2 separate regions of the Sus scrofa genome follow, and region 1 is linked to region 2. A link is a contact called in public promoter capture Hi-C data. All regions are on one chromosome and are shown on one strand. The core of a region is the stretch at or near the end of the contact, and the rest is flanking DNA. Distances in the headings are between cores, read along the strand shown. Region 1 holds the start of BCL2L14 (BCL2 like 14). Region 2 holds the start of MANSC1 (MANSC domain-containing protein 1).

Evidence for each region. Promoter capture Hi-C pulls out the DNA fragments that hold promoters and counts their contacts.
Region 1: a contact with region 2 is called in a promoter capture Hi-C map of liver, with 4 times the contacts expected there. The contact joins the promoter of BCL2L14 here to the promoter of MANSC1 in region 2. A contact is called at or near these places in 5 of 5 promoter capture datasets (fetal liver, fetal skeletal muscle, liver and 1 more), 20 of 47 Hi-C or Micro-C datasets (adipocytes, adipose tissue, alveolar macrophages and 13 more) and 2 of 2 datasets of contacts at active chromatin or transcription factors (alveolar macrophages and skeletal muscle).

Annotation. Positions count from the first base shown.
Region 1 is chr5:60,355,173-60,359,555 of Sscrofa11.1, reverse strand. It overlaps BCL2L14 (BCL2 like 14), which reads left to right and starts at 1,825. Exons shown (of 6, transcript NM_001315668.1): 1 at 1,825-1,879.
Region 2 is chr5:60,079,802-60,083,918 of Sscrofa11.1, reverse strand. MANSC1 (MANSC domain-containing protein 1) reads right to left here and starts at 1,505. Exons shown (of 9, transcript XM_021092342.1): 1 at 1,452-1,505; 2 at 1,326-1,351.

The DNA of each region.
Region 1 (4,383 bases), core at 576-3,075, 280 kb before region 2:
AGGGTAGCTTACTGTCACTGTCACAGAAGGAAGGAAATGCACCCCATTTTTAACAACCCTCATCCCTGAGTGACTGGATCTTGGTGGTCTCTATTCTATGAGTGCTCTTTTATGTTTTCTACCTTTTCTAGAGCACAATGTGTATTTTTAGAATCAGGAGAAAAGTAGGCTCGGTTTTTGTTTTTTTTTTTTTAATATATAACACGTCTGGAGGCCTGTCTTGAGTATGTGCCAGTTTGTTGGGTGTGGAAGGTGTGAAGCTGGGTGACTAATGGACATTGTCGTCAATGAACCCACCTCCTCGTGCTGACTGCCCCTTCCTTGTGTTCATACCTGTGTTCATACCTGCCAAGACCTTGTGAGATTCTAAATGGTTTCTGCCCCCAGTTTCCTTAAGTCATGTAACTCTGAAGTCCAATCACAACTGTGGTCCTTACTAGGCAATTTAGTTACTTGTTATATCCATTTGTTGATTCTTGAATTGTTTCAAATGAATCTATCTCTTCTTCCCAAAAAAAAGACTGAGTTTTTTTTTTTTTTAAAAAGACAAGACATTCTTAATATTTCTTGAATAGCCCTCCAGGTAACTAGACTTGTATTCATTATGTGCAATAAATATGAATTTGCTGGTGAAATTTCACTTTGAGTCACCAAAAAACTAACTTTCCCATAACTGCTGTCATTTGTCTCTCAGGGATGTTTACCTAATATTTAAATGGCCAGTCCTTTCCCCGCTTTTATGAAATCACCCTTAATTCCCCTTTCATTTCTCACTTCCTTCATCTTCCCAGTTTGAGTAGCCAGCACTCATATTTCATGATCATAAATATATACTTCAGTTAAGAATCTGGATAAAGCATAAAATCCTATCTGTTTCTTCTTTCTTATACATAGGGAATTCTATCCCTAAAATCATAAGCTATAGTGGTTTTTTGTTTTTGCATTTTGGGGCCATACCATACCCATGGCATATAGAAGTTCCCAGGCCAGGAGTCAAATCAGAGTTGCAGCTGCTGGCCTACACCACAGCCACAGCAATGCAGGATCCGAGCCTCACCCGAGACCTACACCACAGCTCACATCCACACCAGATCCTTAACCCACTGCGTGAGGCCAGGGATCGAACCTGCATCCTCATGGGTTCTAGTCGGATTTGTTTTTGCTGCACAGCAACAGGAACGCCCATGTAACCTATAGTCTTTACATGAGTTTTTGTGGGTTTTACTATGGCTGGGGTTAGATTCTGTTTTGAAAGCTTTTCCAGGGGTTCCATTGGAATACAACCTTTGAATCTCACAGGAGAGGTAACAGGATATAGTGGAAAGCCAGAAAGACCAAGATTTGGATCTCAGCTCACCTGACGGGGACCACTAACAAGATACCTTACCTCTGAGCCTCAGTTTCCTTATAGGCAAAATGGGAATCGTAACACCTGCCTCCTGATGTTAAGATTCAAGATGTCCCACAGGTGATCAGTAAACATTTGCTAAACTGATGAAATGGAAAGCACTCTCAGGAAAACACCCAAATAATTGTCTTTGTCCCAAAGGGCAGTGAGAGTCCTTGGGAAACCGTGTAGAACTCCTTTTCGAGTCAAATTACTTGGGCAAAGGTCAGCCCCTCCTTCAGTTAAAAAGCTGAGGGCAGGGCTTAACGAGGAAGTGGCTCTCTTTCCTGAGCCTCCCTCCAGCTCTAGTCCCAACCTGAAGAGGCTACACCCGCTGGGGTCTCAGATCACAAGAAGCCTCCCGCAATGAGAAGCCAGGAAGACTTGGCCAGAGTTTCCTCTTAAGTTTCGTGGAGAGAGACTCAGGTATAGAAATATCCTTACTGCCACCTGACCTGAAGCAGGAGACACCGCTAACAGCCTGGAGACCAGGTAACACCAGGAGGCACCAGTCTTCATTCTCAGCCTTTCCAGCAGGACCTGGGGTGGGCAGGTCCATCCTGGTTTTGCTAACTCACTAGAGATGAGCAGACCTCACGTTTCCCGAGTTTATTTCCAAGATCTTAGCATGTCAAACTCAGAAAGCAAAATTAAGAATCTAAAACTAAACGTTAAGCAACTAGTTTGGCGTTTCAAAGAAAGGGAAAGAAAGATATTTAGGTTTCTCTTTCATTTCTCCTTTGCTCAGAAGGCTTGGGATAGGTCAGTTCAGAATATGTAACTGGCCAAATGATTTTGAATTTTGTGCAGGCCTCTCTCACTGAGTGCGTGACAAGGTGCGTGATGACCTGACAGAAGCCTGTGGAAATGCAAGCTTCCTCCCCCAGAGCAGAAATGGGCTGCAGACAGGCGTGCCTGGGTTTGAGCCAGAGTCCTGAGCACATGTGGGAACTTGGACACAAGGTCTAGTCCTGGCAGACCCCCCTAGAGACTTCCTTGGGTACAAGGCTCAGGTGAAATGGGAAATTCTGCTCCCTCCCGAGGTCCCCACCCCCTTTGTTCATAATCATCAGAGCCTGAGTCTCTGTCTCTCAGTTTAGCTTCTATTGTAATGATTTTACCTCATTCCTCATTTCTCCCTGAGGATTTAAAGGACAGAAATGACAAACAGGAGGCGGGACGAAGACACTAGATGTTCAGGAAAGCGAGGGGGGAGGGCAGATTGCCTCTGAAGGGCATAAGGGGGGCAGAGGGGGCAGAAGGGCAGGTGAAAAGCAACCAGAAAACACTGAGCTCCTAATTTGGTCCTCAGGAATGAGCGTCCTCACTCCTTTTTTTTTTTTTTTTTTTTTTTTGGTGGGGAGGAGTCTTTTTAGGGCCACACCTGCGGCATATGGAGGTTCCCAGGCTAGGGGTCTAATCAGAGCTACAGCTGCCAGCCTGCACCACAGCCACAGCCATGCCAGATCTGAGCCGTGTCAGCAACTTACACCACAGCTCACAACACCACTGGATCCTTAACCCACTGAGCAAGGCCAGGGATTGAACCCACAACCTCATGGGTCCAGTCGGATTTGTTTCCGCTGTGCCACAGTGGGAACTCCCTCACTCCTGTCTTACATTCAGGTCTCAGCAGAGTGAGCAAATTTGAATTCCATCCAGCTTCCTGGGGCCCTGGGGCCACAGCCTCTGTGCCGTTGTAGGGTCTCTTTCCTCCGTGACCTGCCACAGGAAGGGAAGCAAAATCTAACCTCGACAAAGGAATCCAGAGCTAGAACAACCCCAAGGGTGTCCTGCCATCCTGGAGGTCAGGTGCCGCCCTGCCCCGCTCCTAGGGGACTAGCTGCGTGGGAACCCGCAGGACTTTGGCCATCTAGGGGTTGAGGGAGAGGGAATCTTCTGGGAGGGCAAAGAGGCCAAACAAAGACACCATGTAACCTCCCTCCCTTTCAGAAGCAGTTTGGTGTAGATAAGGAGAGGGTATGTAAATACAAAGAGTAGGGCTGGGGAGCCACTGAATTACAATAAGCCTCACACATCTGATCCTGGAGCTAATTGAACCCTCCAGGCTCTGCACCTACACCCTGGGACCCCACCCAGGACTTCCTTTCCATAAACATAAGCATAAAACTTACCTGTACATTTCCATTGACCCAGAAGTTGAGCATTTTGAACACGAATGGCTGAGAGCAGAAGGGCTGCAATGTGTGATAAAGTAACTCGCTGCTGCTCTGCACCAAGACGTTATGGTCAATTTAACAGCGCCCTCATTCACAGTGGGGATCAGTGGGATGCACTGGAAGTGTCTTAACTGAGACTGATGCCATGGTCTCCTCCGCACCGCTGCTCCTGGCCACTGTCTGCATGCTGCCGGGCTCTCTGCTTCTCTCTCTCGCCCTTGGCCTTGCCTCTTGGTTGGGCCAAGCACTCAGATCCTTCTGGCCTGTAATGTGACAAAAATCTCTGCCCCCAGATGGAAGGACCGTGTGCTCCATCCTGACCTCTGGTTTTCCCCCCTTTCAGCTGTTGCTCCTGCATCAGCCTTTTGCAAACCCCTCTCTTAAAGAAGGACCCTTTCTCCGATAACATCACACATGCACACACCACACACACACACACACACTCACTTTTTTTTCTATTCACTTTTTTCAAAAAGCAATTTTATTATAGTTGATTTATGTGACATTTTCTGCTGTACAGCAAAGTGACCCAGTCATACACATTCTTTTTCTCATGTCATTCCCCATCATGCTCTATCCTAAGAGTTCCCTGTGCTGTAGAGTAGGACACACACACACTTTTAAAGTCCTCACGCTGCATTAGAAACTTTTTGCTTTTTTTTTTTTTTTTTTTAACTTACATGGTTTCCTCCAGAGTAGTTTTGTGGCTGGAGGAAGGCTCACCCCCTACCAAGGACACAGTTCCTGGAGAACCCGAGGGTACTTCCAGTCCAAAGGAAGCTCCGAATTAAAACCCACATAAGTCTCCTGACACCC
Region 2 (4,117 bases), core at 256-2,755:
AGCTAGGATTTGATCCCTGGCTGGAGGAACCTCCATATGCCACAGGTGCAGAGGAGATAGAAGGAAAAAAACAATCCTGGCACAAGTTACATTTTTATGCTGCAACATTTTGCAAGTCTCTTCTAGTCACTGGAGAAAACAAAACAGGTACAAAAGAGAAAAACCCGGCCAACACTTCACTTGTGGATTCAAAGAGTCTCTTCCCAAGCTCTTGCAAAGAAACCTGAACTCCTGCCAGGGGATGCAGGGGAAGGGGCTGTGTTATCATCACTAGCATCTTCACTGCGCCTACACGCCTGGATGGTGAGCAGTTCTCATGAGCTTCTCATTAATGTTACTTAATGATTATTAGGTAACTTAATTCTTCTAATCCATTATTATTAGGTTTAAAGGTCTAAAGATTAACAGATTTTTAAAAGGTGGTATGTACATACAATGGAATATTATTCAGCAACAAAAAGGAATGAAATTCTAATACAGGCCACAATCTAGAAAACATTATGCCGAGTGAAATAAACTAGATACAAAAGCTTAAATAGTGTATGATTGCGCTTATATGAAGTACCTGGAATAGGCGAATGCAGAGACGAAAAGTAGAACTTACCAGAGGTTGGTGGAAGAAGGAATGCGGGGGGGGGGGGGGGTTGTTTTGTCTTTTTAGGGCCACAGCCAGATATGGAAGTTCCCAGGATAGGGGTCAAATCAATCTGAGCTGTAGCTACCAGTCTGCACCACAGCAACACCAGCTCTGAGCAGCGTGTGCTACCTACACCACAGTTCACAGCAACACAGGATCCTTAACCCACTGAGCGCGGCCAGGGACCAGCCCACATCCCCATAGGTACTGGTTGGATTCGTTACCAGTGAATCAAGACAGGAGCTCCCTGAAGTTATTATTTAATGGGTAGAGTTTCTATTTGGGATCGCAAAAGTGTCCTGAAAATGGATAGAATGGCAGTTACCCAATGATGTGACAGTACCCAATGCCACAAAATTGCACACTTAAAAATGATAAAAAGAAAAAATTTACGTCTACTTTACAATAGAAATACCAAAACAAGTTTATAATAATAACAAAAGTCCAAAGTGAAGTTGAATCCTGTTGAGAGAGGGGAACGAATACAGGTGGAAGGGAGACGAAGCGCATGCCCGCTTGCTCCAGTCCCGGCAACGCACCTGCAACAACTCTGTCAAATGCTGGAAAACATTTTACGCACAGCATAATCTAACTTAATCACACACACACACCCTACAGAGTATTAGACAATTAGCAGGTTCGATGAATACAGGAGACAAACCGTACAAGAAAAAAATGGAAAACTTGCCCTTCCTTTGGGGAAATGTACGTCGCTCACTAAACTATTCTTCTGCCTCTGGTGACGATAAGGGGAGCCGCTGCTACCGGCCGCGCGGAGACCCCCTGGGCGGGGGAGGTGGCAAGGGAGCCTTGCCCCGGGAAAGCGGGGAGCTCTGTCCCTTCAGGTGGCGACGCAGGGGACTGGAAGAGACGATGGAGAGCCTTTACCTGGCGGCGGGAAGACGGGGCCCTGCTGCCTCCCGCTGCTGGGCAGCCCCGCACGCTCGGGGCAGGAGCCGCAGATCCGCAAGGCGCTGGGCGAGGACGCCTGGGCGGCTCCGCAGATCCCGCCCAACCCGGGGTTTGTGGTTCCCGAGTTCCTGCTTCCGTTGGGGCCTCTCAAAGTTTGCCGGAGGGGGAAGGGCACATTCCCGCCCTGCAACCCGGAGATGCTTGGCTGCAACCTGGAGCTTGTGCTCTAGGCACGCGGGAGAGCCGGGAGCCGGGAGCCGGGAGCCCCTCCCAGTACACACACCCACCCGCCCCGGGCGCCCCACTCACCCACTCACCCTTTCACATTGTGCATCCCGGCTGTGCGCACTGCTGGGGGCCGGCCGCGACCCTCGTGAGTACCTAAGGGTCTGCAGCTGCGAGTTCTCACTTCTCACTTCCCCGAGGCCAAAGAACAGGCAAAAACCATGAAAGTCAAACAACACAAAAATGTACACTATACAAGCATACCTCGTTTGATTGCACTTAGCAAATATCGCTTTTATTTATTTATTTATTTATTTTAATTAAAGGCTTGTGGTAATCCTGCTTGGAGCAAATCTATTGGTGCCACATTTCCAACAGTTTTTGCACTTTTTGTGTCACCTTTTAGTGGTTCTCACAACATTTGAGACATCGGTGTAATTCAAGAGCAGGTCAGGGAGTTCCCATTGTGGCTCAGTGGTAACAAACCAGACTGGTATCTCTGAGGACTCAGGTTGATCCCTGGTCTGGCTCAGTGGGTTAAGGATCCAGCATTGCCATGAGCCGTGGTGTAGGTCACAGACCCAGCTCAGGTCCCTCGTTGCTGTGGCTCTGGCGTAGGCCGTGGCTACAGCTTGGATTAGACCCCTAGCCTGGGAACCTCCATATGCGCAGCAGCAGCCCTAGGAAAGGCAAAAAACAAAAAAAAAAAAAAATAAATAAAAAAAATAAAAAAAATAAAGAGGATCCTGTTTTAACTGTTCAAGGCATGGATGGTCCTCAATCAGGTTGGCAATTTTTGTGTTAAACGTGCAAGTCAAGACTCTGGAAAGGCATTGGGATTCTGCAGGATTTATTGTTTACAGGTATGGATAATAATGATGAAAACAATGGGGTCTATTTAAAAATTTTATCTCTAATATTTAGCATAGTACCTGGTACATAATAGGTACATAGTAAATATTTAACAAAAATTTATGTGTTGATTGCATGCATAGGAAAGAAGGCCTAGGGTGCTCACATCACTCCCACCCCTGTACACAGGCAAACAAGCACAACATTATTCAACCACTGACACTTAAATTGCCAAGCGTTCTAACCTTTCACCATATCTCTACCTTGATTGGTGTGAGAGAGCTTTCAGACCTAAGGCACCATGCAGCTGTAGATTTATTCTAGGCCTGACAGCCTACGGTTCTAGTTTTAACCAATAGCTGCAGGAGGCGTATGTTGACAGATACGGCCTGTGAACAAAGGTCCATTGTGTGGAACTAACTCTACTAGTTGTATCCAGACGATGACCTGCTCTTTTTTTTCATTTTTAGCTGCCCAGTGGCACAAGAAGCTCCAGGACCAGGGATCAGATCTGAGCCACAGTCTCGATGTAAACCGAAGCTGCAGCAATGACAGATCCTTAACCCACTGTGCTGGGCTGGGGATGGAACCCATGTCCCAGCACTCCCAAGATGTTGCCAATCCTGTTGTGTCACAGTGGGAGCTCCAGCTTGGTCTTTTTTTTTTTTTTTCCCAGGGCTGCACCCAAGGCATACGGAAGTTCCCAGGCTAGGGATCAAATTGGAGCTACAGTTGCTGGCCCTACACACAGTCACAGCAATGCAGGATATAAGCTGCATCTGCCACCTACACCACAGCTCATGGCAATGCTGGATCCTTAACCCACTGAGCCAGACCAGGGATCAAACCTGAGTCCTCAGAGATACCAGTCTGGTTTGTTACCACTGAGCCACAATGGGAACTCCTGACCTGCTCTTGAATTACACCGATGTCTCAAATTTTGTTTTGAAGAGTTACCAAAGTAAAAGAAACTCCAGAGTGAATTCCCATTGGAGTAATTTTTCTCATGAAACCAGAGACTGATTGCTCTGTACATTTTATCTCTGCAGATAGCATATGTGAGGGTCCAGGGTATAGAAAGTTCACGGTGTTTGAATGTCCTTTCACACATGGTCCTCGCTTAAGAGCTAAGTAGACCTTTCCCCACTTAGAAACTTCAAATTCAAGATTCTGTGATAAAATGAATTGGTTGCTGCTGAAGTGGTATAATTTTCAGTGAACAGAGGACATTGGTGAAAATGATTAAAGAAAATTTTCTATTGATGTAAACTAGGTGTTTAAATTAGAAATTGTATTCATTGTCACCTCATTGACTGAAGAAATTCTTAATTGTCTTCTCCTGATGCTTAGAAGTTCCATTTAGGTAAAGGCAGATTTTTTTAAAAAGTATTTTATTCGCAAAATATATATTAAACACCTGCATGGGAAATTTTTTTTTGTCTTTTGAGGGCCGTACCCGCGGCATATGGAGGTTCCCAGGCTAGGGGTCCA